2 separate regions of the Columba livia genome follow, and region 1 is linked to region 2. Evidence: chromatin contacts called from public Hi-C data. All regions are on one chromosome and are shown on one strand. The core of a region is the stretch at or near the end of the contact, and the rest is flanking DNA. Distances in the headings are between cores, read along the strand shown.

Evidence for each region. Hi-C and Micro-C count contacts between places; a contact is called where the count stands out from the background.
Region 1: a Hi-C map of crop shows a contact between it and region 2, with 2.8 times the contacts expected there. The contact joins the enhancer-like site here to the promoter of ADAMTS1 in region 2. A contact is called at or near these places in 2 of 2 Hi-C or Micro-C datasets (crop and liver).

The regions. Positions count from the first base shown.
Region 1 is chr1:89,488,921-89,494,811 of bColLiv1.pat.W.v2, reverse strand. The region is part of intron 1 of LOC135579650 (a long non-coding RNA gene); the gene reads left to right. Among named protein-coding and RNA genes, the nearest start is that of ADAMTS5, 47 kb to the right of the region's middle. Within about 2 kb of position 1,836, at least 1 of the 3 cell types and tissues checked has an H3K27ac peak away from gene starts, as active enhancers do.
Region 2 is chr1:89,367,594-89,373,590 of bColLiv1.pat.W.v2, reverse strand. It overlaps ADAMTS1 (ADAM metallopeptidase with thrombospondin type 1 motif 1), which reads left to right and starts at 4,212. Exons shown (of 9, transcript XM_065065731.1): 1 at 4,212-5,312; 2 at 5,686-5,997. The coding sequence starts at 4,796.

The DNA.
Region 1 (5,891 bases), core at 587-3,086, 120 kb before region 2:
AAAGGTTAATCTTTTCCATTTTCTTTGAAGAACATTTCTTTGCAAAGTGTATTTCTTCATAAACTGAGCTATCATATCAAAAGTTTACAGCTCTGACAGGAAAGCTGCATTTCTATAACAGCCTAAAATATGGCTCATTTCTTAGCAGATCATGTACAGAAGGCAGTATCTGTCCATTCTGGGAAGTCTAAAGAAATAAAATTTGCCACAGCTGAATGTAGCCTTCAGGCTGTAAAAGGAAACCAACTTCAGGAATAGAAAACTGACCCAGCAGGGGCAATGGCAGGATCACAACTTGAGAAGACAGTGTTGTTGCTGAAAATAAATTAGAAAAATAAATTAGAGATGGAAGATTGGGACATATATATTCTGAACAAGTATCTAGAGAGAATGACAAAGACTCAAAATGGAAATAGAAAAAGCAGGTATGACAGTAACACTGCCTTCATTGAGACCTTGAAATAAGATGTGCCCACATTTAGGAGCCTGAATTCTCTATATGTCCAATACAAGGAACAGGTAGTTGCCTAAAATTAGATTAAATACAGCCTGAAGTACCTCTGAAAAAGGGTCCTTGGTAGAGTCTGGCTGTGTGAAAGAAACAATCTATTAGCACTAACAGGCTGATCATGTGAAATGCTTAATGGTTATTTGGTCACAATAATCTTTGCATCTATGGATGGAAACAGCAGAATAATAGACTAAATTAAATTGGACAATCAGGAAAGAACTGATGAAAATTAAGGTGATATAAATGAAAAAGAATATATGCTCAAGAGATTTAAAAGCAACAGAAATGACAGTTCAGGTGCTGATTTGAGAACTGTTGAGTTTAAGAAAGCCACTTGGCTATATGAAGTGAGAAAGCAGGCTCTGATGTTTCCAGAAACAAGAACAGAGAGAGCAGAAAAATTTAGGAGGGTAAAACGGAGGATGATATTTGAGTCAAACTTCTCATTAAAAGAAGAGAATTGGGAGGGGAATGGAAACACAGAGAGGAGCGTGTTTTTCTCTTCAAAGCAAACAAAAAGTTAATATAATATAAGGGAATAAAAAAGATATGCTGAAGAAAGGCTAGAACTTTAAAGGGAACTTATGTTCCCATATTTATGAGATTGTATCATGAATATAATTTGAGCAGAGATATTTCCCACTAAACCCAAAATGTTAAATGATAGTTCTTCAAAATGTTTTCCAGTGATTTACATTTCCTATAATAGAAAATGTTATCCTTCATGAAAGCTCAGCTAGACTCAGTATTTTCCATCATGCCCCATTTTCTACTAGGTCTATATTATAATTTAACAACATTCTTGATCTTCATTTTCCCATCAGTCCTGAAGAACTATACCAATTTTCCCTTCTGTGTTTTCATCAGTATGGAAAACACTCCATTCCCCTGTGTGAAGTCCAAACCCAGAATACTTGCCAAAAACTCAAAGTACAAGAGGGAGAGGTAAGGAATAGACCTGACTCTTCTGTGCTCTTCCCCCACTCAGATCAGAGACAACAGAAACACTTGTCCTTCTGAAGTCTTTCCCAAAATATCTCTGCATGTGACTGTCATGTATTCAGTTACTGCTCATTAATCCTATTAAAGAATCATCTCATAAGCCCTAGTTCAAATGAATTCTACATTGACTGAAGCGTAAAGAGATATTTGTTTTGAGAAAGTCCTCTCTCCAGACAGTTGTAAGGAAACTAAAAACAGAACAGGAGATTAAATCTAACAATGACAGGCTCCCAGGAGTTACAGTATGTGTGTTGCCTCACAAAACCAGTCCTGATGCTTCAACTACATTAATTCTGGCTTTCATTGAGCACAACACACTGCAGTCAGCATACATGTTCTTCAGTAAACTGCCACTCTTTATGCTGCCTCGGCTGCTCAGCCACTGTACTTCAGCAGCTCAGGAATTACTTTTTACTTTGTCACACATGGAAAATGTGTAGCACATAAAAACCCTTCTCTCATCCTTAACAGGCTCCAGAATACTGCAAACAAGTGGTAAATTATTCCGGCTGCTACAGTGGCTCCCTGACATAAGCATCGAGTTTGTATCTCAGTTTTGTCCGTGAAAGTAAAGCATCAGTTCTGAATTAAGTTCATTATACCATCAACAGACTTGCCTTTTGAGGGCCTTCAGTGGAAAACTCTGCTCGCTTTAGTTCAGGTACCTGTCGTAGGAGAGCTGGCCTAAATTAATAAGTGGCTGATTCAAATGCAAACAAAACAAACCAAAACAAAATAAAAATATTATATGTCTTTATAAATTATCTAGCTGAACTATAGAATTCTTTGTGGATCTGAAGAGTTTAAATGGATTCAGAAAGCAACTGAATAATAGAATAAAAAGCCACTGGAGGTCATTAAGCAAAAGAAGTGCGAGGTGATCTCCCAGCTACAAATTGCCAGAGAATGAGAGTCCTGGGGAGGAAATACCCCTGTGCACCAATTCTTTCCTATGCATTGGTCAGAATAAAGCAAAGAATTTTGGACAAAGCTTTGCTATCATCTAGGATGGCAAATGTAAGAGAACTTCTCCAAATGGTGAACATTTGCATGAGGGGAAAATGTTTAAATCAAGTAAATTGACCACTTTCCCATCCTCTACTACATTTTATAATTGGCTGATTTCACAAAATTCAGTTTTCTAATACAGTTCCTTTAAAGTAATAAGCAACTTTTTTGGTAACATTGAGAGACAATGAACTAAAAATCATATCAGATTCCTTGTTTCTAGACTGGTATTTAAATGACCCTTTTAGAGATACCAGCACCAAGCAGAACTGTGCCATCTGCTACTCTCTGACCAGCTTTCCTTTTCATTCTTTGCCCTTTCACTTGCTCTTATTGCTGTCAAATGCCCATAAGCAAGCGGTCTAAGTGGGTGGAAGTGAGCACAATAGGGTATGAAGTGACAAAAACAGAGAGAAATGTAATATCAGCTCAGAAGAGAAGATGCTGGTAAAAAGAGAGTCTTGCACCCCAGTTTTCTTTTCTCTCTTTCAGTCATAATGTCTACAGTCAAAGTTTGAAATGGGAATAAAAATCACCTCTGCTGGATATCTCCTTCACTTCATTTCTAAATCAGCTCAACTATTTTATATATTATTCAGACAGCTAATTGCAGCCATTTCCTAGATATAGCTAGATTGGACACCTGTGGGTTTTGTATTTGATTAATTGTCTTTTTTACAGGTTTTACTTAGATTTTACATAGTAAGCTTCAAAATAAAAATTAGTATTAGAAAGCGTATTCCAGGAACTAAAAATAGGATACAGCATGTATTAAGTTACGAGAACACTACTGTGAAGTTATAGGATTTCTATAAGTTGACATACATGAAGTGTATTTGTCCTTTTGTATTCTAGGGAGTTAACATGATTAAGGTTTTTTTTAATCTGGCATGCCTTTTCATTATTGAATCTGCATTAAATCTTCCTAAATTCTCTTTATGCCTTTCCAAAAAATAATATGAGCTGTCTTTTTGTTGTCTGGAATGTGTTGTCATTTTCTAAGTGGTTTTCAAGGTTGCAATTCATTAACTAAGAAAGTTTTGGTTACAAATACAAATCTCAAGAAATGAACCCAAGTGAGTGGAATAAGGGTCCATGTATGGCAAGTCCTTTTGAAACCTGAGATCTTTCTAACTGAATTTGTTCTAGATGCTGGTTTTGAATCCTATAATGTGAACTTCTTCCCGTTTGGCAAAGTCAAACTGACAAATGATGTCACTGAAATGAAACTCCAGCATGTGTAAGCATGGAATTTCTATTACTGCTCCCTTTAACTCAAAGGGGATTTTTTTTCAACAGAGCCAGTACAGGGGAAAGTTGAAGCTGTGTGTTCTGAATTTTCTTCCATAAGCAGTTTTGTGTATGAAATTTCGTGATTAAAAGCCAAATGGAGAAGCCAGGTGAAAACTGGATACGCTGGCCTGTAGCATATGCAACTCTTTCCTTGCTCAAAGTACCATCTATGAGAACAGACAGTGTGGGAACTGTCCAGGGAGAAACTGGGAAACCTCACTGCAAGACCATGGCACACCTCTCTATCTTGCTGTTAGGCACAGTCACCCTGATTTCAACTGTCCATAGAGTCCTCCCACAGATATTTTACTGTCGCAGAGTGAGCAGGGAAGGAATATGTTACTGTACTCTGACCTGGTTTCGGCTGCGGTAGACTTAATTTTCTTCCCAGTGGCTGGTATAGTGCTGGATTTAGAATGAGAATAGTGTTGATAACACACTGATGTTGTCACTAAGCAATGTTTATACCAAGTCAAGGACTTTTCAGCTTCTCTTATTGCCCTGCTAGTGAGGAGGCTGGAAGTGCACAAGAAATTTAAAGGGGACACAGCTGGGACAGCTGACCCAAAGGGATGGCCAAAGGGATATTCCATACCATATGACATCATGCTCAGTATATAAACTTGGGAGAAGTTGGCCAGCAGTGCAATCACTGCTCAGGGATGAGCTGGGCATTGGTCAGTGGATGGTGAGCAACTACATCATACATCACTTGTTTTGTACATTTTTTTAAAATCATTATTAGTATTATTATTATCTTATTTTGCTGTGCTATGAAACTGTCCCCATCTCAACCCACAAGTTTTACTTTTTTTCCAATTCTTTCCCCTATCCCGCTGGAGGGAGAGGGCGTGTGAGCAAATGGCTGTGTGCTGTTTAGCTGCCTGATGGGTTAAACCACAACATACTCCTATCTGCACATGTTTATACATGCTCGGTTCACAGCCTAGGGTATTCATTTTTGGTAGTGGTAAGGGTGGGTTTTCAGATAGAGGTGATGGGCAGATATCAGGGGAATCAGAAGGCCTTAACCTCCTACAGCTCTTTGAATTGCTGAATTCAGGCTGGAGTCTCAAATGTTTTGTTCCTTCAATGTAAATTCTCATCCAGACTACCAAGGCAGTAACTGAAGCAGCATTTTTGTTGAAATGTTTGGACAACAAACTTCTTGTGGTACTTGGAAACCTTGTTTCCAAACTGAAATGCAAAAATCTGCTAGAGGAACAAGGAAAGTAAACTCCCAGCTTGCTAGATAATACCTTCCCACTGAAGCAAAGTTGAGTTCCACAGCCACTGAAGGAAGAGGTAAACTTAAATCAAGAACAGTGCCCTGAGGTCAAACTGAAGAGAATATTTAGCCCTCTTCCTAGTAGAGTGTTGTCTGAACATGTCCAGTACTTTATAATACACACTATAGATTTTAAAAGAATACCCTAAAGCTTCATTCTATGCATCCAAATGTTTGCTGTTATTTTCGCATAGTTTTGAAGAACACCAGCATTAACTGTATTTCAGTAATGAATTTAGACACAGCTAATCAGTCCATTATGTGGTAAGCCTGGCATTTAAAATCTGTAAGTGTGACAGTCTAATTTTGACAATTAATTTTTCTCTTTAGTGCATTTTTACAATTTCTTTTCACATGAGCTCTCCAGATATACAAGCTCTCCAAATGCTACTTCCAGTGTAAATTATCAGCCTTCCCACATTTAGGCACTGGAGATCAAGCTTTGCAAAAAAGTCCTACATAAAAGAAGGAGAAATAAAACTCTGGGAGTTGCAGAAAATGAGTCTTTAAACTTTGTCTTAGCAGACTACTGGGATTAAACAAGAGAACATTTTTGGAAACTTTCTTTGCTTGGAAACAGAAATTGTCATTTCAGTAGTACCTCAGGGAGGAGAGAGGAAAGTTTATTTCAAATATTCCTTTGGAAATTAGAAAATACTATTTTCAGCCTGTCCCTTATCATTCTCTAATTTCCATAGGAGGCAACTTATATGCTGTAGTCTAAAACCATTTTCCCTTTTTCAGGTGACTAAAAATTATTTCCATACCATATAATGCTGGAGTCCTCCA
Region 2 (5,997 bases), core at 2,963-5,462:
TAAAATAAAAACTGGTTTAAAAAACAGATGTAAAAATTTGTATGAAAAAGCCACAAGAAAAATTCAGCTGAAAGCTAGTTTGGCAGTCTTTAGGAGATATGTAAGGTGACCTGGATTACTTACGCTCCTACCTGTGCGTAGTAAAAAACTGCTAAAGAGAGCAATTTTGCCATCAGTTATAATGCCCATAATTGTGTTAAATTCATAGAAGTAGTATTACTTTAGTGATGCAAAATATCTACAGAAAATTTATTTGTGATCTGAATAAGGACTAACACCAAATAAATGGATACTTATTTCTACAAATGTTACTGAGCTTAAATTAAATCAAGCTTCCTGGCTGCCCTCACCTTTATAAATTGAACTAACCTAAACCCTGAACCTCAAAGTCTGTTGCATTGTATTTGCTGAATAGTAAAATGTTTGACTCACGCAGTCAGAGGTAGAACAAGTTCCCATTTAATCCAAGTTTGATAAAAGTTTACTAATGAAAACAGAAAGAATTGGTAGTGCTTCGTTTTGAGTACATACAGGTCTATATGGCTATACAGAAATAAAATTTGGGGCCTTCCAAAATTTCTGCGTCTATTTTTTCAGTAACTTTGGTAATTACCACAAGTAAAAGCAGATATTATGGGAAAAGATATAATCACGTTAAATCACCATTCTCCTCAAAAAAAAAAAGTATACTTCTCATCAAAGTGGTGATGGACATTGTGGGGTTTTTTTCTGTTACTGCTGATTATCAAAACACTTAGGCAAAATTAGAGATTTTCTCTGTTATCCCTATTATCCCGATTAACAAGAACCAACTGTTAGTGACATCAGAATCAATAACAAATGGCAAAAATAATAAACTAATCATGCATATCACAGAAGTTGCCATAGAGGAAAAAAATCTCCATAAATAATCTTGTTTGGTACAATCATTCACTCTGAAAGACAACAAATTCCCTTTGTATGCACAGAGCCCAACCACTTACGCTGCTCAACAACTAATTAGGGAGTGCTTAGGACAGAAGTGTTGATTATGGGCAAACCTTTACTTAGTCACAAGCAGTGATGGGAAAGAGCTCTGTAAAAACAGATTAATTCCTCAGGAGAATGAATAAATAAATAAATAAATAAATAAATAAATAAATAAATAAATAAATAAATAAATAAATAAATAAAATAGAAAAGGCTTAAGGTTATTGGAAGTGTTCTACTGAGGATTTTTTAACAGCATCGGATCTTTCATCCTCTGCTCAGTGGGCCTAATGCGCCATCTGCTGTTTTAATTCTAAATTTTTGAAGGAATTTATCATTCTGCAGCATTTAAACAAATAGGCTGCAAAAAAAACGTGAGTTTGGTGTTGTTTTTTTCTTCTGATTTTGGATACAGCAGTTTATACAAACACTGGCAAAGAAATTAAAAACCCACCATTGTTAACACTGCTCATGTACGGGTAACACTGAGGTCTAAGCCATAAAAAACCTGTTCCCGCACTGTAGCCTAAAATACGATGATCTGTTAGCTCCATCTGGTGGCTTCCCTGCATTACAATTTTTGGTGTCTTTTCGTGATTTCTTTTTTTCCAAGAAGCACCAGATATTTATTAAAAATATAATTTTTACGCCTTTGCTAGGTTTTTACTCCACTGAGTGAAATTCTGCAAAAGTTCGGTACATTTAGCTTTCTAAATCTTGATTTACACAAAATACGACTGGAGCTGGTATGGATTAGATACAACATTCGTGGCGAGTATGCATGCACATGCCTTCTGGTCTTAAATAATCCAGTTAAACCCACTGGGGTTATTCACAGAAATAGATTTAAGCACTTATGAGACTATACTCATGGTGTGTGATAACACTGCACATTTGGGAGGAAGCAAGCCTTCTGTAAATGTTCCTTCACAACACGATTTGTGTTCGCGTACCCCGAAGAATTTATATGCCTGCCTGCATCTTCACAGCAGCACAACTGGCAATGAGGGGAAAACAAGGCAATTGCCGAGTTCTTTACTGAAACACTTTCTTGGATATTATGCAAAGGCCAGGAAAACTGTTTTCTTAATCATAGAACTGTTGAGAACAGTATTAAAGTGTAAGCCTTTCCCACCTGAGTACAGTTTGAAACCCAGGACGTGAATCGTGAAGCAGTCCAGAGAAAAATTTTTATAGGCGAGTGCCACCTGGTGGAACACTGAGAAGGCCTTTCACATCAAAAAAGCTCTTTTAAGGTGGTCAGGACCTTTTCAAATCAGAGATTTTAAACCAAAAAGTAACAGCAAAATATCACACAGGTGCACCAGGCAGCTGGGTGAACATGCTCTGGGTGGATACCAGAGTGTCCTAGCACTGGTTCTTGCTGATCTACGCGCTACACTGATCACACTGACAGACTAGGAGGTTGCGTATTTTTAATTAATGTCTTTGCAAGCATAACTATTTTGAAAGTAACATCAGTTCAAAAGTAAATTATAAAAATGCTTTCCTTTCAATTCTATGTTTTATATACCATATTTCTAGACTTCTAAGCTTGTAATTCCCTAAACATTCAAAATACGTACAACTGCTAGGTATGTATCATATGCAACGCAAAATTGACAACATGAATGAACCATTTTTTTGTTGTGAATTTTCTGTCCTAGGAAAAGCCTGACACAGTTGGGTATGCGTTACCAGATCTCGAAGGTAAGGGCAGAAATTGGCACTAGCCTCCAACTCCAGTGAAAAATTAGGCTTCTGCTGTAACTGAATGCATATTTCTGCTCCTGACATGTTAACGGGCAGCAGTCGCAGCCTCTCAAAGCCATTTCCTGCTGTACACCAAGGAAAATCCCTCATTTGAGGCCCAGTTCTGGTTTTGCTCATCACTGTGTGGGACAACAGGACTTTAGTGGAATACGCAACTGGAAAATTGGGTTCATCTTTTTGTGTGTCTTCTTGCACAACTTCAAAAAAAGTATGTTTCTAAACTTGTGTCATTTACAGAACACCATGGGAAATTAATGTACTACCGGAACTTAGCAGGCAATTAGGCTGTGCAGTTGACACAGAAGCAGGGCTCCAAGTTTATCTGACATGGTTTAAATGAGACAGAAAACCCTTTGGTTTAGATTTAGTGGCATAAATAGGACATTCTATCCTAAGAGAACGGTGGATACATGAAATGCTCTGTCAGAAGGATGATGTATTTTTCTATGTCTGTTTTCAGCCTCTGAGTTTCACGCTTGTGTAAGACACGGCATTGACTGATATTGAAGCGCCTTTGTTTGATTAGGAAGCCCGGGAGCTGTCAGCAATAGGTAGAGTGCTTCTGTTTTCATTCACACATTTGCTCACCATTCTTTACCCTGATCCTCCAAAAAGGCCTCAACAAGGAGAAGGAAGTATTACTCGGGCAGCGCACATCGCAAGCACGTTCCATATAAAGAATTAAGCGGATTAGCTGTACCACTATGGTTGGTTATTGGCTTCAAAGGAAAATATTGGCTGCACCTACGTAAATGCCTCTGTTTAAGCAATTTAAAAAGGAACCATTTCCCAGAAGTACAGGTGCACGGCTGACTGTAGCTATTAGGGCTGTGAAAAGGCAAGAATAATAAATATATAAATAAATATACATAAATATATAAATATATATATATATATAAATAAATAAATAGGAAAAGCCACGAATGCGACCAGGGATCTCCCTCTCGCCCCGGAGCTCGGGGCTGTTCACCTGCCACTCCCCAGCCCCGGGCGCCGACCCGAGCCCCCGGCCGGCGGCCGCTCGCAGCCCGTCCAGCCGCTCCACAGAGCGACGTTCGTCCCCGCGGAGCCGACGGCAGCGGCGCACCCCTCCTGCCCCGCACAGACCCCGGGCCGAGCCCCGCTGCCCTCGGGGTCCCGGGGGGAAGGACACCCCCGCCACCGGGCGGGCCCCAGAGAGGGGGAGCCGCGGGGGCGGGGGAAGGGGCCGCGCCGCGGCACAGCGCAGCCCGCCCCCCGCCCGGCAGCCAAGGCCCGACCCCGGGCTCTGCCCGCCGCGCCCCGTCCCGCCCCGTCGGGGGCGGTGGGGGGGGGAAGGGGAGGCGGGGGCCGCCCGCGGGCGCGTTACGCACGCAGTGAGCTCAGCGGCCCGCGGCCGAGGGGCGGCGCGGCGGGGGGCGGCGGGCCGCGCCGAGGGTGGGGGCGGCCCAGGCAAACCCCATAAAGGGCAGCAGCGGCCAGCCCGGTTGCTGCACTCAACCCGCACGGCGGAGCCATCCGGATCGCAGCGAACGGGGCCCGGCCGGCCCGGCGCCGAGGGCTGGGGGTGGTGTTCACTTTGTTTTCGGCTCCGCTCTGCAAGAACGGGAGGTTTCTCGGCGCTCGCCTCCCCCCGCCCCGCGAAGCCGTGGAAGTGCAGGCGGGACCGTGCCGGAGCTGCCGGAGGAGCGAGCGGAGACTCGCCGGAGATTCCTCCCCGACTGCTGCTGCTGGGGAGAGCTGAGGAGGCGGCGGGAAGGAGAACCGGCAGTGAGAGAAAAGAGGACAGACAGACGGACAGAGGGGAACGGCTGCTCCCCTCGCAGACCCTCATTCCCCGCCGCCGCGCCCCGGACATGGGGAAGCCGACACCACCTCTTCAGTGACCGCGGGACCCGGCGCTCGCCCGGCCCTCCCCGCCCCTCCGCCAGGAAAGAGAAACTGAGATCCCCCCAAAACCTGAAAGCAAAAAATTAATTTTTTAAAAATATAAACAAATAAATAAATAAAAAGGGCTCCGTTAAGCCAGCGGCCGCAGCAACAAGCCTCCCCCGCCCCGAGTTCAGGGACCGCGATGAGGACCGGGGGGCGCCCGCCGGTGCTGGTGCCGGTGCTGGCGGCGCTGCTGGGGCTGTGCAGCGCCGAGCGCCCCGCCGAGCGGCAGGCGCTGGTGGTGCCGCGGCGCCTGGGCGCTGCCGGCGGCCGGGAGCGCTTCCGCCTGGAGGCCTTCGGGGAGCGGCTGACGCTGGAGCTGGAGCCCGACAGCAGCTTCCTGGCCCCGGACTTCACCCTGCAGTACCTGGGCGGGCCGCCGCCGCCGCCGGAGGACGACCTCTCCCGCTGCTTCTACTCCGGCACCGTCAACCGGGACCCCAGCTCCGCCGCCGCCCTCAGCCTCTGCGCGGGGATGCGCGGAGCCTTCTCCCTGCGGGGTCGCCAATACCTCATCCAGCCGGCTCCCGGCACCGCGCACCGCGGCGGAGCCCACCTCCTCCGCCTCCGCGGGACCCGCCGGGCCGCCCCCGCCGCCCGCTGCGCCGTTAGCGAGACGGGGGCGGAGGCGGCGGAGCCGGAGCCCGCCGGGCACGCAGGTACCGTCGGGGCGCCGCGCTGCCCTCCACTGGGAGGGAAAGGGAGGAACGGGAGATTTGTCTGCGCCCCCGCCCCGACGGGGCGGACTGCAGGGTCCCGGACGGTGCATTCCCTCAGCCCCGGCCCGGGGGTGCTCCCACCTGGGTGCGGGTCTGGCTATCGCCCGTCTGCCCGGCGGCGACTCAGAGGAGTTGCTCGGCCGAGGTTGCAGAAGTTTTGGGGGCGGCAGCCGGGCGTGGCAGTACATCCCTTAGGTGAAAATCTTGAGTATCAATGGAGTTTGGGTTCCATAAGGTGGTCTTTTGCAGTGGTTTTTCTCTTTCAACGCTAACATGCACTTTCCTTGCCTCTGCCTCTCCCTTTTTAATGCAGAAACGAGGAGCAGAAGAAAGAAGAGGTTTGTGTCCAGCCCCCGCTATGTTGAGACCATGCTGGTAGCTGACCAGTCCATGGCCGAGTTCCACGGCAGCGGGCTGAAGCACTATCTCCTGACGCTGCTCTCCGTGGCAGCCAAGCTGTACAAGCACCCTAGCATCCGCAATTCCATCAGCCTCGTGGTGGTGAAAATCATGGTCATTTATGAGGAGCGGAAGGGACCTGATATCTCTTCCAACGCTGCCCTGACTTTGAGAAACTTCTGCAGCTGGCAGAGGCAGCACAACCCACCCAGTGACCGGCATGCCG